2 separate regions of the Hordeum vulgare genome follow, and region 1 is linked to region 2. A link is a contact called in public Hi-C data. All regions are on one chromosome and are shown on one strand. The core of a region is the stretch at or near the end of the contact, and the rest is flanking DNA. Distances in the headings are between cores, read along the strand shown.

What was found. Hi-C and Micro-C count contacts between places; a contact is called where the count stands out from the background.
Region 1: a contact with region 2 is called in a Hi-C map of leaf, with 4 times the contacts expected there. The contact joins the enhancer-like site here to the promoter of LOC123407313 in region 2. A contact is called at or near these places in 2 of 6 Hi-C or Micro-C datasets (leaf and seedling).

The regions. Positions count from the first base shown.
Region 1 is chr7H:505,174,786-505,178,131 of MorexV3_pseudomolecules_assembly, reverse strand. No RefSeq gene overlaps it. Among protein-coding and RNA genes, the nearest start is that of LOC123410669, 11 kb to the left of the region's middle. Within about 2 kb of position 1,316, at least 2 of the 3 cell types and tissues checked have open chromatin away from gene starts, as enhancers often do. A contact at or near this core is called in leaf, where this site is marked.
Region 2 is chr7H:505,121,756-505,125,267 of MorexV3_pseudomolecules_assembly, reverse strand. It overlaps LOC123407313 (putative transcription factor bHLH041), which reads left to right and starts at 1,875. Exons shown (of 7, transcript XM_045100419.1): 1 at 1,875-2,106; 2 at 2,203-2,307; 3 at 2,391-2,496; 4 at 2,622-2,636; 5 at 2,732-3,448. The coding sequence starts at 1,982.

The DNA.
Region 1 (3,346 bases), core at 67-2,566, 53 kb before region 2:
TTTGAGCACTCATGCAATGGATGAGCGTAAGCAAGATATGTTGGCACTTAGGATGACAAATAAAATAATGATGGAAAAGAAAGACACAAATGTGTGAAAGACTAACATCAATGAGGACAACCATAGACGAGAGAAAGCCAAACGATAGATTCCCTGCGTTGAACTAATGCAATGCGACTATTGACATATATTACTGCTCGCGTTAGCCACGTGGCGTCGTCTCCAACACCAACATTATTTTTTAACAGTGGCCTCATATTAATGACGTCGGTGTCCATGCCAATAAGGTCAATTTTGTCACGCCATAGACACGAGAAGTTCACTTGTGAGCGGTCGATCGCTTTGTTGGTTGGACTTTCTTTTCTTTTTTCTTTGTTATTTTTCTTTTTCAATTTTCTCTAAGTTGTTTTGTTTTTCCTTTGTTTCACCTATGTCTTATTCACACTTTGCTTTTTTATTGTTTTTTGTTTCTTTCTCGGTTGTTATCAACTTTTCAGATTATCTTCGTTTCTATGTGTTTCTTTCTCTCGCTCCATTGGTTTTTTCTTTTATTTATTTTCTAATCCATCGGTTAATTATCCATTGGTTTTCATTTGCTTTTAATTTATTTTTCATCATTTTTTTCTCAATATGGGTTAACCTTTTTCAGTACAAATTCAATAGTTTTCTTATACATCAAAAATAGTTTTTGTATACACTTTTAATAACTTCAAATATATAATTAACATTATTTTTTAACTTATTTGATGAATTTTCTATAGATATTTAGCACCTTTATTATTATTTTATTAACCTTTTTGAAAAACATGATTAATATTTTTTACGTACACAAAAATGTTTGCTTAGCATTCTTCGAGTACAAGATTAATTATTTGAAAACACATCATTAACATCTTTTATAAACACATTTAACATTTTTCAAATGCTTGTTTTTTTTTCATACATGGTCAATATTTTTTAAGAACTTACATTTTTCAAATGCTTGATTAACACTTTACAAACACTTGTTTAAAATTCTTTTCAAATGAATGATTAAATGTTTTCCAACAAGTTATCAAGAATATTCATAGACATTATTTTTATGCATTTTTCCTATAAAATAGAAATATTTTTATATACATATTTAACATTTTCCACTTGATTGGATAATTTATTTTCAAGTTTTTATGTAAAATATGTTTTTAATATATTTATTTGTAATATTTGAAAGGATAAACTAAACTAAAAGAGGAAATAAAAAACAAAAGGGTGGCTCCCGCGTGCCTGGGCTGGCCCATCTTTCGCTCGACTCCACGCATGAGTCTCGTAGATCGGAAAACCCTATTCGTCCCTCGCTACGTCGCGTTGTCGGGGCTTTGCACAGAATACCCAGCCCTCATTACTGAGTGGGCCAGCCGTTTAAAGTTCAAACATCCCCAGTTTTGGGAACCTTTAGAGGTTTTCAGCCGTTTTTATTCGGTTGTGGAAAACTTCTACAAAGTTTCCTGAACCGGTTTTTCTTTGTTTTATTTTTTCTTTATTGTTTTCAGTTTTTGTTTCCAAAAATGTGCTGTAATTTCAAAAAATATATTGGTTTAAAAACTATTATTCACATTCGGAAAATATTTTTTGCTTTCTCAAAAAATATCTGGATTTGCAAAATTGGTTTTTCAAAAAATATTCTGGATTATCCAAAAATGTTCTTCAAAATCGATTTTTTCCCTCTTTAATAATTTGTTTTTGATTTTCGTAAAATCTTCTTGATTATCAAAAATACTCGGTATTTTTCAAAAATGTTCTTCAAATACGTTTTTTCTTTTTTGAAAAATGCCAAGATTTCCAAAATAAAATTGGATTTTCAAAAAGTTTTTGGATTTTTAGACTATATTTTGGATTTCTGAAACTTTTTTGGGATTTTCAAAGATTTTTCTTCAAACTGGAACATATATTTTCTTTAAAAACATGTTCTTGGTTTTCAATTTTATTTTTATTTTTACAAAAAGTGTTTGGGATTTTCAAAAAATGTTTTCAATTTACAAAATGAGTTCTAAAATTCGGAAAATATTCTTTCTTTTTAAGAAATTGTTCTCAATTTCAAATAGTTACGTTTTTCACAAACATTCATAATTTCAAAAAACGTTTGGAATTTTCCAAAAATGTACTATATTTTGAATAAATCAGTATTTTCAAAACAATGTTTGCTGTTTTCAGAAAATGTTCGTTATTTATGAAACAATGTTTGATATTTTTGAAAAATGTTCGGTATTTTCAGTAAATGTTCGAACTATCAAAACATGGTTCAATTCCTTATAAGTTTTATTCGAATTTTTAATGAATTTCGAATATTGTTCTTAAATTTCAAAAATTGTTCTTTCTTTTTAAAAGATGTTACAGATTTGGAAAAGTTATTGTTTTTCAAATTCCGTTCATAAATTCAAAAAGGTTTCTGGATTTTCATAAAATATTCTTCAAATTCGGAAAATGTTTCTGCTTAAAATACAAAAAGAAACGGGAAAATGAACCAAAAAATGGAAATAAGCAGAAAAGGAAAAAAATAAGAAAAAAATGGAAACGAAGCTGGGTCAGCCCATTCGGTGCTCCCCCAGTGGGGCGTGCGGACTTCCTGCCTCAAAGATTGGCAGGTAGGAGCTCCCACGTAGATCTCGCCGGAAGTGAGACATAGGGGCGCCCGAGAAGTTCTAAGGCCCAACTTTATGGTCTTGTCGCTGCAGTATGTTTTTTTACCTTTCTTTTCGAAAACAGCAAATCTAGTTTGTCTCAAAAATGGCGAATCCTATTTAGCGCCTGTGCCGGTTTATGGGCAAATTTGCTAACCGCACTTGCAGCGCGTTAGCTGGGCTCAACTCATCTTCACCTTTCTCATGTTGTAAGATGAAAAGAAAACCGTCGTTGTTACAATTCGAACCGAGGACCTATCGGTCAATAGTGCGCCCGAGAAGTTCTAAGGCCCAACTTTATCGTCTTGTTGTTGCAGTATGCTTTTTTACCTTTCTTTTCAAAAACAACAAATCTAGTTTGTCTCAAAAAAAGGCGAATCTTATTTAGCGCCTGCGCCGGTTTATAGGCAAATTTGCTAACCGGCACCTGCAACGCGTTAGCTGGGCTCAGCCCATCTTCTCCTTTCTCCTGTCGTAACAGGAAAAGAAAACCAGTGTTGTTACGATCCAAACCTAGGACCTATCGGTCAATAGTGTGATGGACCTATCGGTCAATAGTGTGATGGAGTAACCACTACACCACCCTGCGTTAGCTGCTCAGGTATTGCTCCTACGTCTTTTCTTTCTTCATTTCTTTTTTTTCACTTTTTTCTTTTTTCTTTTTTCGGCTTTGTTCTTATTCGTCTTTG
Region 2 (3,512 bases), core at 626-3,125:
ATGTAGAGCTAGGGAGGTAATGCAAGATAGGATGTAGATAATGATATGCATTGGAGGAAACTGGAAGACAATGGATCATGTGTTGAGTTCGTGATTTGCAGCTGGCAAGTGTGGTTTCCTACTATGACATCGTCATCTAGCGGGCATGCAATAGTTGGAGTTTGATGGTGTGTCGGGGAAGCTACTCTAGCCAGATTATTTAAACGACACTAGTTTCGTCTTTGGTAAGATTCTTTGGAGGTCAGAAGAATTGCATATCAACGATGGAGCCGCGACGAGCTCGAACAAAGAGGTGACCGTCACATTTTACTTCAGTGGTTGAAGCAGTAGTTCCATAGGTAGGTGATGGGCGTTGGCGTCAGTCTTAGAATATTCTTTGGTCTTTATTATAATTTTTCTTCTTGGTTTATGGTCCTTTGTGCAAAGACTAGGGTTTTGTTGTCTTTCTAGTTTTTTCATGTAGATGTTTAGGTGGCTTGTAACTTAAGACACGTATTGTCGTAAATAAAAGAACCAATCATTTTTGAGGCCGTGGATCTCACATTATTTATCTTGGCCTCCACATCTTCGCCTCGGCAATGACTCTAAACATATCTTGCTTTGGAGTTTAAAAAATGAGCCTTAAAACACAAAGGCTTATGGACTGGTTTCTAACAACTTTCACCCGTTCCAATTCAAGTAACAAAAATGTGTCAAGCTTATTATGATAAAGTATTGTTAGAGTGTGAGTGAACTATGACTTAAGCTCCCAGCTAGAATAAAAAGAGTCACATTTACAAGTATTGAAAGACAAGTTGCATTGAATTTTTAATGTGGTGTAAGTGGCGGAGCCAGGAAAATTAGATGAGGGGCCACTTGTTGGCTCATCACATCACACCATTTTAGCAACAGTTAATCAAATTTTTACATGCATATTAGCCTAAGTTCAGAGATGTTAGGGGGGTTCAGGGCCCCTGCTGGCCCCCTGTTCCTGCCACTGTGTGGTGTTCACATATTTCACTTAAGGATGACGGCGAGCATGCGGCTACCGATGCAAACATACATGTTGTGGGGGGTTCCTTGTCGACATCAGGTAGGGTGGCATCTACTTCTATTCATAGAGTTGACAACGGGTAAACTACCCTATGTACATGGTAGAAACACACATGAATCCTAATAAACACAGTCAAACCAAAGTAAAACAACATGAAAAGATATAACTAAAACGGTATTATGTCTCCAAAAACATTAGGCATGTACTTCATACATAGGAATTCTAAAAAGATATCTATGAACATTGTATACGACAATTGAGGCATTCTTCTCACTCGGCCATTCTGGGACAATTGCTCCTTGATGAAGTTGAATATGTGTGTGATCGTAGAAGATGGGCCTCACATGAGGCATTTTTCTCACTCGATCATTCTGGGTTGTTTGGTGGTTGGGTCACAAAGTAATTATAGAATTATAGTAAAACCAAAAAAATTCATATCCACGTAAAGGCAACTTTTTGAGTTTTTGTGTAAGAGAATCGTCTTCATTTTGTTTTGCAAAGATTTTCACATTTCCTCGCCATTTTCGTTTTCCCAAAATGCAGAAAGTAGTATTTGGACGCAACTCGGGAAAAAGGAGTATTTTGACGTGAATGTGGTTAAGTCCTATTATCTCGATAAAGAATGGTATGAATTGCCAGATTAGGCAAGGCGTGCTTACAACCGTAGGATAAATCCTCCCATCCCTATGCCTTTGAAAGTTTGAACGAGTCCACGTGCCTGCCTTCGGTACTTTTCAAACGACCCCACACCTCTCACCAAACTCCCGGTTGCCACATCGACTCGATCCTCTCCAGCCTCCACAACCCACATACATACGCGCGCGCACCCGCCCCTCATGGCGGCGCCAGTCAGAGACAGAGTACAAAAACGGCCATGAACCTTGGAGCCAGCGGCCTCCTAAGGTGAGACCGTGAGAGGGACGCCCGCACGGTGCGGTCGCGGTGCCTATGGACTCCGTCTTCGCGCTCGCGGCGGTGCCCCGGGCTCTCGTCCTGGAGCGCGCGGCGGCGCGCGTCCCCGGCTGCCTCTACCTCTGCCTCTGGGCGCCGGTGACCGCCCAGCTCCCATCCAGGTCCGTTCGTCGCGCCGCGGCGCCGTTGGTCTTCTCGAGTCTCTCTGTCCTTTGCTTGCTCTTCACGGCGTAGTTTGCTGTGGTGCTCCTCGCCAGCCATTTGTTCTGCTTGGACGCGTGGATCGCCGGCGGCGGCGGCGGTGCTCGCGCACGGGCGGGCTTCGAGGCGTACCGGGGGGCGCTCTGCGCCGTCGTAAGCGGGTACGCATTGCAGTGCACAGCTCGGTCCTCAGCTTCTTTGAGACCCGTATATTCTGTCTGACGGTGGCCGGTCGAGCATGCAGGTGCGTGCCCGGGTGGGCGTACAGGGAGGGCCGCGCCTACATGGAGCTGCCGGAGCCGGACCTGACGTCGTCGGCGTCGCTGCAGGTGCAGCAGCAGTTCTACCATGTCAGTCAGCGCCCACGAATACTTCTCTTCGTCTTGCACACTATCGATTGCGATAGTCCGGTCTGTGTTTGAACTTTGAAGCTGATGGCTGACCTTTGCTCGTTGCTCTTTGTTTGTTCGTGCAGGAAGCCGGCACGAAGGTACGTACATGAACGGCGACGCCTCGTTGTTTTTTACTATCTTTTACGCATTGCGTCAACGGGGCATGGGTTGAGCTGATGATCGCGCGCGGCAGATGGCGGTGTTCATGGGATGCGAGAGCGGCGAGATCGAGATCGGTCTGTCGACTACATCGGTGGCAGCGGCGGCCGTGGCGGATCACGTGCACCAGTCGTTCCTGGAGGACCTCCTCCAGCTGCCGCCGGCAGGGCTGTCGTCCTCGTCCTCCCCCGTGCCGTCGCTCTCCATCGGGAGCCCGGAGTACTCCTCTCTCATTCGCGCAATGGCGACGCCGGCAGCAACGGCGGGCGAGCCATCCACGCAGCCACTGCTGATGCATGCGTCGTCGCTGCCCGGCTTGCTCGCGCCGATCGTCGAAGCCAACGACTACGCCTTAATGGCGCAGGCAATGCTCGCGGCCATCCCCTCCCCCGGTGCGTCGACCACCTCCACGCCGCCGCCTCCGCCGTGTCCTCCCTGGCTGGCCAGCCACCGCTCGCAGCGGTCATCGCCGCGGCGGACGACGGCGTTCAAACCGTATCGCGCGGCGCTCTCGCCAAGGGCGCGGCCGCGGCCAGGCGCGCCGGGGCAGAGGATGATCAAGACATGCATGTCGCTCCTGGCAAGCGTGCACATGTCAATGCGCAACCAGCCGGAGCTCGCCGGCGCGCACCACGAGCCACCGCCGTCCAGCACCAGCCAGCTGCACCACGTGATCTCGGAGCGGCGCCGGCGCGAGCGGCTCAACGACAGCTTCCAGACCCTCAGAGCTCTGCTCCCTCCCGGGTCCAAGGTACGAACGACTCCAAACCAAAGATCATCTCGCCATGGATGCAAGATTCACAGCAACATCTCAT